Linked DNA regions of Mus musculus: region 1 is linked to region 2. A link is a contact called in public promoter capture Hi-C data. All regions are on one chromosome and are shown on one strand. Each heading gives the region's core, a stretch centred on a gene start, on an enhancer-like site or on the middle of the called end of the contact. The rest is flanking DNA. Distances are from core to core; before and after follow the strand shown. Region 1 holds the start of Hibch (3-hydroxyisobutyryl-Coenzyme A hydrolase). Region 2 overlaps Nab1 (Ngfi-A binding protein 1).

The links. Promoter capture Hi-C pulls out the DNA fragments that hold promoters and counts their contacts.
Region 1: a promoter capture Hi-C map of liver shows a contact between it and region 2, with 2.7 times the contacts expected there. The contact joins the promoter of Hibch here to the enhancer-like site in region 2. A contact is called at or near these places in 7 of 39 promoter capture datasets (the 3T3-L1 cell line, the C10 cell line, HPC-7-derived erythroid cells and 2 more), 1 of 484 Hi-C or Micro-C datasets (B cells), 2 of 115 datasets of contacts at active chromatin or transcription factors (extraembryonic endoderm stem cells and pancreatic cancer cells) and 1 of 9 other capture datasets (liver).

Annotation. Positions count from the first base shown.
Region 1 is chr1:52,842,592-52,847,863 of GRCm38.p6, forward strand. It overlaps Hibch (3-hydroxyisobutyryl-Coenzyme A hydrolase), which reads left to right and starts at 2,447. Exons shown (of 14, transcript NM_146108.2): 1 at 2,447-2,553. The coding sequence starts at 2,519.
Region 2 is chr1:52,465,281-52,470,573 of GRCm38.p6, forward strand. Nab1 (Ngfi-A binding protein 1) reads right to left here. Exons shown (of 8, transcript NM_008667.3): 5 at 1,610-1,699. Among named protein-coding and RNA genes, the nearest start is that of Gm23460, 23 kb to the left of the region's middle. Within about 2 kb of position 1,646, at least 13 of the 459 cell types and tissues checked have an H3K27ac peak or open chromatin away from gene starts, as enhancers often do. A contact at or near this core is called in liver, where this site is marked.

The DNA.
Region 1 (5,272 bases), core at 1,197-3,696, 380 kb after region 2:
AGCTAGACATCTGTATGAATCTAGAAGAAACTCAAGAGTAGTGGGTGTCTTGGTTAGGGTTTTACTGCTGTGATTAGACACTATGACCAAGGCAACTCTTATAAAGACAGCATTCAATTGGGGATGACTTACAGGTTCAGAGGTTCAGGCCACTATCATCAAGGTGGGAGTATGTCAACGTCCAGGCAGGCATGGTGCAGGAGAAGCTGAAAGTTCAATACCTTGTTTGGAAGACTGGCTTCCAAGCAGCTAGGACAAGGGTCTTAAAGCCCAGCCCACAATGACACAGTTCCTCTAACAAGGCTACACCTACTCCAACAAGGCCACACGTCCAAATAGTGCCACTCCTTTGGGCCAAGTATGTTCAAATCACCACAGTGGACAGTTAAATATGGGGTTTATTTAATAAGCTGCTTTCCAGAACAGGTATGTTTTCACTGATATTTCTAGTTTGTGAGCATTCTCTTAATCAGATATTTTGTCTCAGAGGAAGACTGAGGGATCTGTAACTTTTCTGAAGATAATTAGCAATGTTTCGAAGCAAGTTCAGCTATGTAGAGTACTAAACTCTGGTCTTTCCTCAATGTCAAATGCATCTCATATGTTTCTGACTCAAAGAACATTTAATTTACTTAGTTTTCCTAGACAGGGTCTTGCTGTGTAGCCCAGGTGACCATTCTGTTTCAGGTTTCTGAGTGCTGGAATTATAGGTGTGTGTCATCGGGTCTGGTTTAAATTTACCTTTTCATTAAAAAATTATTAAAATTACACAGCCAGGCATGGTGGCACATGCCTTTCATCCCAGCACTCGGGAGGCAGAGGCAGGTGGATTTCTGAGTTCGAGACCAGCCTGGTCTACAAAGTGAGCTCCAGGACAGCCAGGTCTATACAGAGAAACCCTGTCTCAAAAAACCAAAAAAAAAAAAAAAATTACACAAACTCCTTCAGATCAATTAATACCTGCTGATTAAACTTAAAAGCCAAACATAGATAATCAACTGGGCATTTCAAGACAGCCTAGTCTAGGGAGCAAACTCCTTTCCTTTCCATTTTTTAAAGTAAAAACCACTACCGTATTTATTGTTTCTCAATATTACAAAGAAAAGGCAATGCAATCTTTTTACATTAAATGTGGTAGTAAAAAAATTATATTTAAAGGTTTTTGAAATTTCTTATTAGATATTTTCTTTATTTACATTTCAAATGTTATCCCCTCTCTTCCTTTCCTTCTCCTATGGAAACCTCCTATCCCCTCCCCCTTCCCCCTGCTTCTGTGACAATGCTCCCCCAACCAACCAACCCCCCTCTCTGGCTTCCCCATCCTGGCATTCCCCTACACTGGGGCATCCAGCCTTCACAGGACCAAGGGCCTCTCCTCCCATTGATGCCTGACAAGGCCATCATCTGCTACATATGCACCTGGAGCCATGGGTCCCTCCATGTGTACTCTTTGGTTGGTGGTTTAGTCCCTGGGAGCTCTGGGGGTTCTGGTTGGTTGATATTGTTGTTTGTCCTATGGAGTTGCAAACCAATTCAGCTCCTTCATTCCTTTCTTTAACTCCTCCATTGGAGACCCTGTGCTCAGTCCAATAGTTGACTGTGAGCATCCACCTCTTTGTCAGGCTCTGACAGAGCCTCTCTGGAGATAGCTGTATCAGGCGCCTGTCAGCAAGCACTTGTTGGCACCTACAATAAAAAGTCTCTGGGTTTGGTGACTATATATGGAATGGATCCCCAGGTGGGGCATTCTCTGGATGGCCTTGCCTTCAGTCTCTGCTCCACACTTGCCTCTGTATTTCCTCCTGTGGGTATTTTATTTCCTCTTCTAAGAAGGACCAAAGCACCCACACTTTGGTCTTCCTTCTTCTTGAGCTTCTTGTGGTCGGTGAATTGTATCTTGCCGAGCCTTTGGGCTCATATCCATACTGTGTGTTCTTTTGTGATTGGGTCACCTTACTCAGGATTGATACTTTCTAGTTCCATCCATTTGCCTAAGAATTTCATGAAGTCATTGTTTTTAATGGCGGAGTAGTACTCCATTGTGTAAATGTACTACATTTTCTATCTCCATTCCTCTGTTGAAGGACATCTGGCTTCTTTCCAGCTTCTGGCTATTATAAATAAGTTTTTCTACTTTTCTCTTTGCTTTGGTTACTCACCTCTCAGCTTTCGTCTTGGCTCCTCCTCTTCCTCCTCCCCTCACTAGTTAACGCCCCTAGCCAGGACCCGCCCCACCTTTACCCGGCCTGGCCCTGTCTAGTGTGGCCCTGCCCACTGCTCTTGCTGGTTTCCTAACTGCTCCTGTTTTGCCCCGCCCCGCCCCGCCCGGCCGGGCCCGTGAGCGTAGCGCAGCGGAAGTGTAGGCGTTGGGCCGCTCTGGCCCACCGGAGGACTTGTCATCAGTGACCCCGGCTCTCCTCTGCTCTCATCGGCTGTGGGCGGGGCTGTGGGCGGGTCTAACTACCAGAGCCGGTGGAACCACTACACTCTGCTTCTTCTGCTCTTGGGTTTTTAGGCCATGGGGCAGCCATATGCGTGGCGGCTCCTGTCGAGGTGAGTTGGTGAGCAAGGCAGAGCTAAGGGCCGGCTTGGGGGAAAAGGCTCACAAGTGTCCCCGCAGGTCTCGCAGATCTAGTCGCCTTTGTATGGCAGCCTCTGCTTTGCTGCCCCGCGGCGACCTCAGCGGCGATCGCAACGACATGCGTCCTCTGACTTTGCTCTTTTTCTTGCAACAGCACCTTCATTTTCCGTCCTCTAGCATCTGTTAGGCCTTGACGTCCCACAACTTTCTCCCCCCTCCGTTTGTCTCCTATTTATTTTCTTTCTTGGAACTGGGCGCTGTGTGGGGACGTGCCACCTGATTTACTGTGTAGGGTATTTTCTTAAGTCACACAGAAATGACAGGTTGTGTACCTGGGCTCCGGGTAAGGAACTTGATTATTTCAGCTAGCAGTAGTAGCAGCGCAGGCAATTGGAACTCACAGAATAATGTTGTGACCATTTAGCGTGGCTTGACCGGAGCAGTGCAGATATTAACTTTCTAAGAGTGTCTCTCACTGCAATCGGACCTTGGCAGAAGGAAATGTGGTAGCACCCATTTTAGGAGCTTTGGCTAGTGTAATTCCTTTTCCCCAGTACCATACGCAAAAACTTCAATTTCCCCCCTGTGGAACTCTTCACTGAAGTACTTTTGGGCGATGAAATGTGTGCTGTTAGACATCTGTGCAGTCTAGGAGCATCTCAGACGTGGAACGCACCCTTGTTCCGTCTGCACGTTTCTTATGCCTTACAGTCTGTTGTGGAAGGTTCCTGCAAAGGCATAGAATGTTTCTTAGTTCTAAATGAGTAGTTACCAGTGGAGTTAGGGAGATGGTTCCGCGGTTTTAAGAGCCTATACTGCTCTTAAAGGACTGGCTAAGAGGACAAAGTTCTGCTTCCCGTGTGGCTCATAACTACCTTTAACTCCGTCTCCAAGGAATCTGATAGTTTCTTCTGGATCCATTGGACACTTGTACTTACATGGGCATACATATATACATAGTTAAAAACACATCTTAAGCCGCGCATGGTGGCGCACGCCTTGAATCCCAGTACTTGGGAGATAGAGGCAGGGATTTCTAAGTTCAAGGCCAGCCTGGTCTATAGAGTGAGTTCCAGGATAGCCAAGGCTACACAGAGAAGTCCTGTCTCAAAAAACAGAACAAAACAAAACATCTTAAAAAGAATAGTGCCTTTTTAGCAGAAAGCACCAACGATACTCAGGTATTTTTGTTACATGTAGAAGTTGCCTTGCTTCTCTTTTTTCTTTTGTGGTGAATAATAGCATCTGCTCACATAATCATTGTTGTTGCTTCTTGATGATGGCAAATTCTAAATTATTTGGGAACAATAATTTAGAGGCATGTATATTAACAAAGTTAACTTCATCTAGAAAGATTCTGTCATTACTGTGGTTCAGCTTGTCCCTATTTCACTCCACATTTCAACATGTAAAGTGCCAGGACCAAATTGGACAGTACTGATCTGAGGTCTCCCTTTCCTAGATCCAGTCCTGGGATAGCAAAAGGGATTGGAGACAAGGTCATGCAGTCAAGAGGAGCGGATTCCACAAACCTGGAGGGAGATCCGGAGAGTTTCTGGAAGGAAAGGGGCGGGTGTGCCTTGGTTGATGTGATTGGCTAATGCCATTGAACTTAGCCTTCCTTTGCTCCTCTGGTGCTGTCCTGTGTTCCTAACATTGCAGTGCCAGTTTAGCAGTTGGGTGGTTTTCTCTGTCTCAACAGCATTTCTTTAAGAAGAGAACTTTCAAATGTATTGTATAGTTGATTATTCTGAGTCCTATGCCGAATGCTTCAATTGTACTTCAAATGCAATTGAATTCAATTATATGTCAGCTAGATCTCTAAATGATCTCTATCACTCATTTTTGTCTTTTGTTGGATACTAAGCTATGAGTTTCATTGTGGCAGTTCTGTACACACTGTTTCTGTGTTTCTGTTGTTGGTTCTATCCCCACTCTCCTCCCCTGGCTGTCAGTGTGCTGGTCAGCCCTCCTCCTCTACTCCCTAGCTCTTCTGCTTCATGGCACTTTGGTCTTTTACTCTCATTCCCTCCCTACCATCCTGTAGCCTTCCCTTAAGAGATCCTTTTCTGCTCTCATGGTCCTGTTTTAGTTTAATGACCTACACTTACCATCAATCTCTCTCTCTCTCTCTCTCTCTCTCTCTCTCTCTCTCTCTCTCTCTCTCTCTCTCTCTAGCATCCACAGACATGCTGTATTTGTCTGAGCCTGGGATACATTGCTTAACATAGTGTGCTGACTAGCTTTCATGCCAACTTGATACTAGCTGGAATCATCTTAGAGGAGGGAATTTCAGTTCAGAAAATGCCTCCATCTGAGGGGGCTTTAGGTAATCCTGTAGGGCATTTTCTTAACTAGTGATTTACGTGGGAGGGCCTGGCTCTTTATGGATGGTGACATCCCTGTCCAGGTGGTCTGGGGTGTTAGAAGAAAGCATGCTTGTCATGAATATGCCATGACAAGCCCATAAGCAGCACTCCTACCTGGCCTGTTCATCAGCTCTTGCCTCCAGGTTCCTGTCCAGTTTGAGTTCCTACTCTGTCTTTGTCTTCCTTCAGTGATAGGAAAGTGTAAGCCAAATAAAGCCTTTGTTCCCCAAGTTGCTTTTGGTCTTGATGTTTCATCACAGCAATAGAAACCCTAACTAAGACACATGGTAACTTCCAGTTCCTGCTTTCCTGCCAATGTCAT
Region 2 (5,293 bases), core at 396-2,895:
AAAGAAAGAAGATGGAAAAAAAGAGCCTAAGAGCAGCAGCAACATCTGCTGTCAACTGCTTTGAGCACAGGGTGAAATCCTGGCATCTTATTTTAGGATTTGGCGCTACCCAGATTCTGCTATGATGACAGCCTGCTTGGAGGAGAAAAGGTGTAAAATGCTTGTCTAGAAGAACAAGACAAACACACCTCCCACCAAAATTAAACAATGCAAATTATGCAGAGAGGCATCCCTGCCAGCAAGGATCTCTGCCTCCATCCCAGAGTGAAGCAGCATTTCCAAACCACGCATAGATGGACATGTTTGAAACAGAAGGCTGCTGTGTGACATATGAGGTCACCTCTGCACGTGTTTTAGAGGCTCCTTTTCTGTGTTCTGCTTTAAATTACTTGCATGTGATATTCAAAGCAGTGTGTCTATATGACATTTGCCAATGAAGTAATAGTCAAAATGCAGATATGATTCATTATCATGTTATATAAAAGTACTATAAGAATGCCACTATGTAAAATTGGTTACAAAAGTCATGATTCACAATTTTAAAAATCAATAGATGGAACACATAATGGATTAAAAAACAGAAGAAATACCCTTATTACTTTTCTAGACATGTACAAACCAGATCAAAGGTAACAACTTCATTTTGGCAAGTTAACTGGGGACATTTCAACAGGCCATTCTGGGAGGGAAACATAGTAGCAAGGTTTGGCAATACTAAACGGGCCTGCAAACAGGTCTGCAGTTCTGTCTAAAAGGGACATTCACACACGGACTTTGGAAATGTCCACTTCTGAGCACATACATAGTTAAAAATTGACTAAGATTTTGGGGTAGGAGGATAGCTATTGTAGCACACAGTACTGGCTGTAGAAGCCTGAGAAACCAAATTCAAATCCCAGCACCCACATGAAGAACTGAGCTGGGAGGTATGCGCCATGACTCCAGCATGAAGAACTGAGCTGGGAGGTATGCGCCATGACTCCAGTAGTGGGGAGCAGATCCAGCTGGGTTCCTGGGGCTCTGCAGCCAGCTAGAAGAACAAATAAGAACAAGGCTAACAAGAGCCCTGTCTCAAAAAAATCAAGGTGGGTGGACCCTGAGGAACCACACCCAAGGCTTCCGTCTGGCCTCTATAAACAGGTGCACACATGAGTACACCTACCAGCACCCTTGTGCACCCACACAAGCATGCACCCCCTGACATATACACAGAAATTAATAAAATTATCCAAAGCTACACACTAATTTAACAATTGTTCAGTAATGCTTTAAATGGGGTAAGAGTAGCAATGTTGACGATATGTTATTGAGATCTTGTGCTATTTTACCTAAGAGTTGTACCAAAATGGCTGTTTTCCCTGATACTCAAAGAATGTGTCACTTCCTACAGAACTACAGAGAGTAAGTAACAGCTTATCAGATTCTGTTCATGAGCCAAATGAAACCAAGATGTTCCTGCCATCAGACAGATAAAGCTGAGGACCAGAAGACATTTAACAACAAGCAGAAACAAACTGTATCCTCACAAACATCAAGTGGAAGCTAGCTGAAGCACCCACCTACCCCCAACCTATAGCTATTCCCATGACAGTCACGGCAGGTGCCTTACCTGTGAACCGAGCCCTGCAAGCTCCTCGCTCTTGGCTCTGGCCTGCTGGAAGAGTGTTGGCACAGATTCCTGGAAGTCGGGAAATCCATCCTGTGGGGCCCGGAGATTCAGACTTTGTTAGCACACAAAGCAAAGACAACCCTCTGCCCTGAGTAGTAAATAATCTGAGATCTTAATGTAGAATATTGCATTTCAGTCTTCGAAGCCACCGTGTCTTATTTTCTATAGTAAAACTGCAAATGAACAAGATTGGAAATCTGATGCTCTCTAGCACCAGCACTGGCAAGCAGACTTTATGACCACAGAGACAAGAGTTCCAACCAGCACCCCCTCACACACACTCACCTCACCGCCCCCCACCCCCCACTCACCTGCTGAACCAGCTCACATGCTCACACCAGACACTTGGAGCCTTCTCCTACTTCTAGCTTTACGAAAAGCACTGAAGTATTTCCATGAAAATAGCATCTTTCAATAGTTTTGACTATCCAGCACAAAAAGCATCAAGAGGCAGAACCCTCCACCAGGAAGCCACCTTTGCTGTCTAACGTTGTTGCAGTGGTCCTCAACGGTACAAGCATGTTGCTGATACTTCACAACTGTAATTTTGCTACAGTTCTGAATCTTAGAAAGCATGTGGCATGCAGGCTATCTGAGCCACAGGTTAAGAACCAGAGGTTAAAGGCCTTGTTTGGATGGGTTATGGGCTTCATCCAGCGTAACTTTCAATGCTGGGACTGGGAACTGTTGGGCTTTTAAAAATATTTTTTTTGTTAAATTTTTTTGACATGCAAAAGTTAATATATTGCCGTTGCATAAGCTTGTATATTACCCTCTGGTTTATATGTGACCGTTTTATAAGCTTGTGCAGTACCATGATTTGTACTGCTCTAAAGTCCAAAAGGGAGTTTTAGTAATTCAGTAAGTAGCCATATTGCCATGTTTTTTATTGCTTGTTTATAATCTGTCTGGTAAAGACCTAAAGTAAAAGAAAAAATTAAATTGCCACCCAACTTGAACTTCCCAGTACTTCCTGTGAGTCCCCTTTGTCAGGATGAGCCTACAATGGCCTACAGTACCTGTCTTCCCAAGTTAGTGTCTTTGGGGGGAAGGTAAAGCCAAGAGAATCTTTCTGAGCTGCTGAGAGGACCAACTGGGAACAGATGATGAGATCATGGGCTTATCACATGACAGCTGCAAAGTGAGAACAGTCATGCATCCAATATGTATGGAACACGATGGTGGGCAACCTACCCACCATTAATTTTAAGTTCTTTTTTAACTGCTTATTTGCTGTTATATAAAAGGCTGCTCTATATAAAGCTACAGGCAACTATGATGGCTTTAGTAAGGAAGCCTTAAGAGGAGGCCACTAGGGTCTCCTTAGAGAAATCCTTATTACCAATGCAGCTTTTTCTTTGTGGGATAAGCTACATGCCTTTAACACAGGGTTAAGAATGTAAAAACCCATTACAGTAATCTAGTAGAAAAAAGATGTGGTGATATAATAAAATGTTTTATTTTATTTGTGATATAAGATATTGGCTCAAAACAGTCTCCCGTTATGGTCTTTGCATGCCATGCTTTCAAATATTTAGTCTACAAAATCAATTTCCTAAATAACATCTAGTCATCTATTTTTAATTAAAAGTTTTAAAGTTTTGAGATGGTGTCATTTTACAGGCCAGGCTAGTCCAGGTTGTAGCTCAGCCTTGGCCTTGAACTCTCAACCTTTCTGCCTTGGCTCCTGAGGGCTGGGATTAAAGGCACCAGAACCACAATTATCTGTTGTTTGAAGTCAGACATGAAACAACATGATTGGAAGTAAAACGTAAATAGCTCTGACACTGTGAGACCGTGTCATGCACCTTCATCTCCAACTGTCCTTTCTTAGTAGTGAAGACACTTGCCTTTCTAGCCCCTGCACTGATGAATAGGGATGCATAGACTGTAATCAGTAGGTGAGCTAGAGCCAACTTTCTATAAGAGCATGAGCACATCATTCTTCTGGTTACTCCAGTTTTCTTCTAAGACTTTTTTTTTAACTCCTACAACTCCAGCCTCCACTCAAGCAAACCTTCCTTTAAGCTCAAACAAGTACACTTGGGCCAAGCATCAAGCAGACTGCCCAACAACCGCACTGCTGGTGTTCAGAAGCCCAAACTGTACTGGTTCCTGTTTCACAGACATTTTCTACTTACCCCTCACAAACAATGCTTGTTTCCCCTGTTCTACAGCTATAGACACCAGCTCCAAGCCTAAGCTCAATGCATACAGCCCTAACATGAAGATACTTCTGAAACTTGGCTAGGAATAATAGCTATTTTTCATGAGAACTGACTACAACTTTGTAATCTGAAGTCTGTTCCTATTGCTAATCCTGGGGTGCTGAACACATCATTTTCTCCCTGGGTATAGACTGTCCCATTTGTAAGAGGGACACTATAGCAGCCATGAGGCTCATTTATACAGGCATTTTTAGGGAAAGAAAATAGTGCAAAGAAAATACTTACCTCAGTGCTTGGTACATAAGAATTACCCACAAAAAATATTTCTCCCATTTAGAAAGTTCAGCCCCAACTCTACCACGTTTAGGGAACATAAAATGGATCAGAATGGGTGACTTGCCCGTCCCTTTGTTATACAGAGGAAAAGAATGTTTGAGGAATATATACACAGTATAGCTCTCCAAGGATGAGTGGGAGCTATATACATAAAACTCTAACCAGCAAGGAGATGCTGGGAATACTGGTAGGGGGATATTTCGGTGAAAGCACCTGGGGCTACAGCAGCAGCCAGGAAAGGCATGCTGCACCCTGACAAACAACCCATAGAGGCCATCAGCCCATAGAGGCCATCGATCCGAGACCTGGAACACTGGGAAAGCTCTCGAAAGAGAACAAGAAGCTGAGAGGAGTTCTACAGGAAAAGACAGAAGCTTAGATAAAGGCCTGAGGGCAAAACCAATGAGCTGTACATGGTTTATCACAGTTACAGTAAGGAGTACCTAACGAAGTGTCCAGAGATGCTAGACAGGCACGGCCAGATTCTGTGGGGCCTTATACACAATACTATGAAATTTAAATCTTATCTTAAACAATGTAAATATTCCTTTTATATAGATGGTAAAGAGAAGCCACTGATGCTCTCAGAGAAGACGGCCAGGTCAGATTTTAGAAAGGCTATACCAGACACAGCTGATACTTGGTTAATGTCTGTGATGAAGATGGAGAACAGTAGCCTAGGAGTATGTTGGGGATACTCACTGCAATAAAGGCTACAGGGCCAGGCATAGATTACAAAGGAAACTAGAAAATGGATCATTGCAGGCAGAGACATCTTTTTCTAAGGGCTGCAATGATTTCCCTGTACTTAAACCTGGTAAGTAGGGGTAGTAACTTTGGACCAAAGAGTGAAGTCAGGGCTGGAGACTTACAGCAGCCATCAGCTCAACAGTATGTTGTGGGTGTAGCTGCTGACAGAATCCCCAGATGTCCCAATATCTTAAATACTGTTTGAAGAGGCTTATGAACGAGGAAGTAGCTAACCAGTCTTCTTGTGTTAGGACCAGATGTGTGGTCTCAGCAAGCTAACCACATCGTTTACAGCATTCCCAATTTTTCCATGGAGATTGCATCACCTGCTTTGCCTGCCCAGGGAGATTTGTGGGAATTAAATGAACTA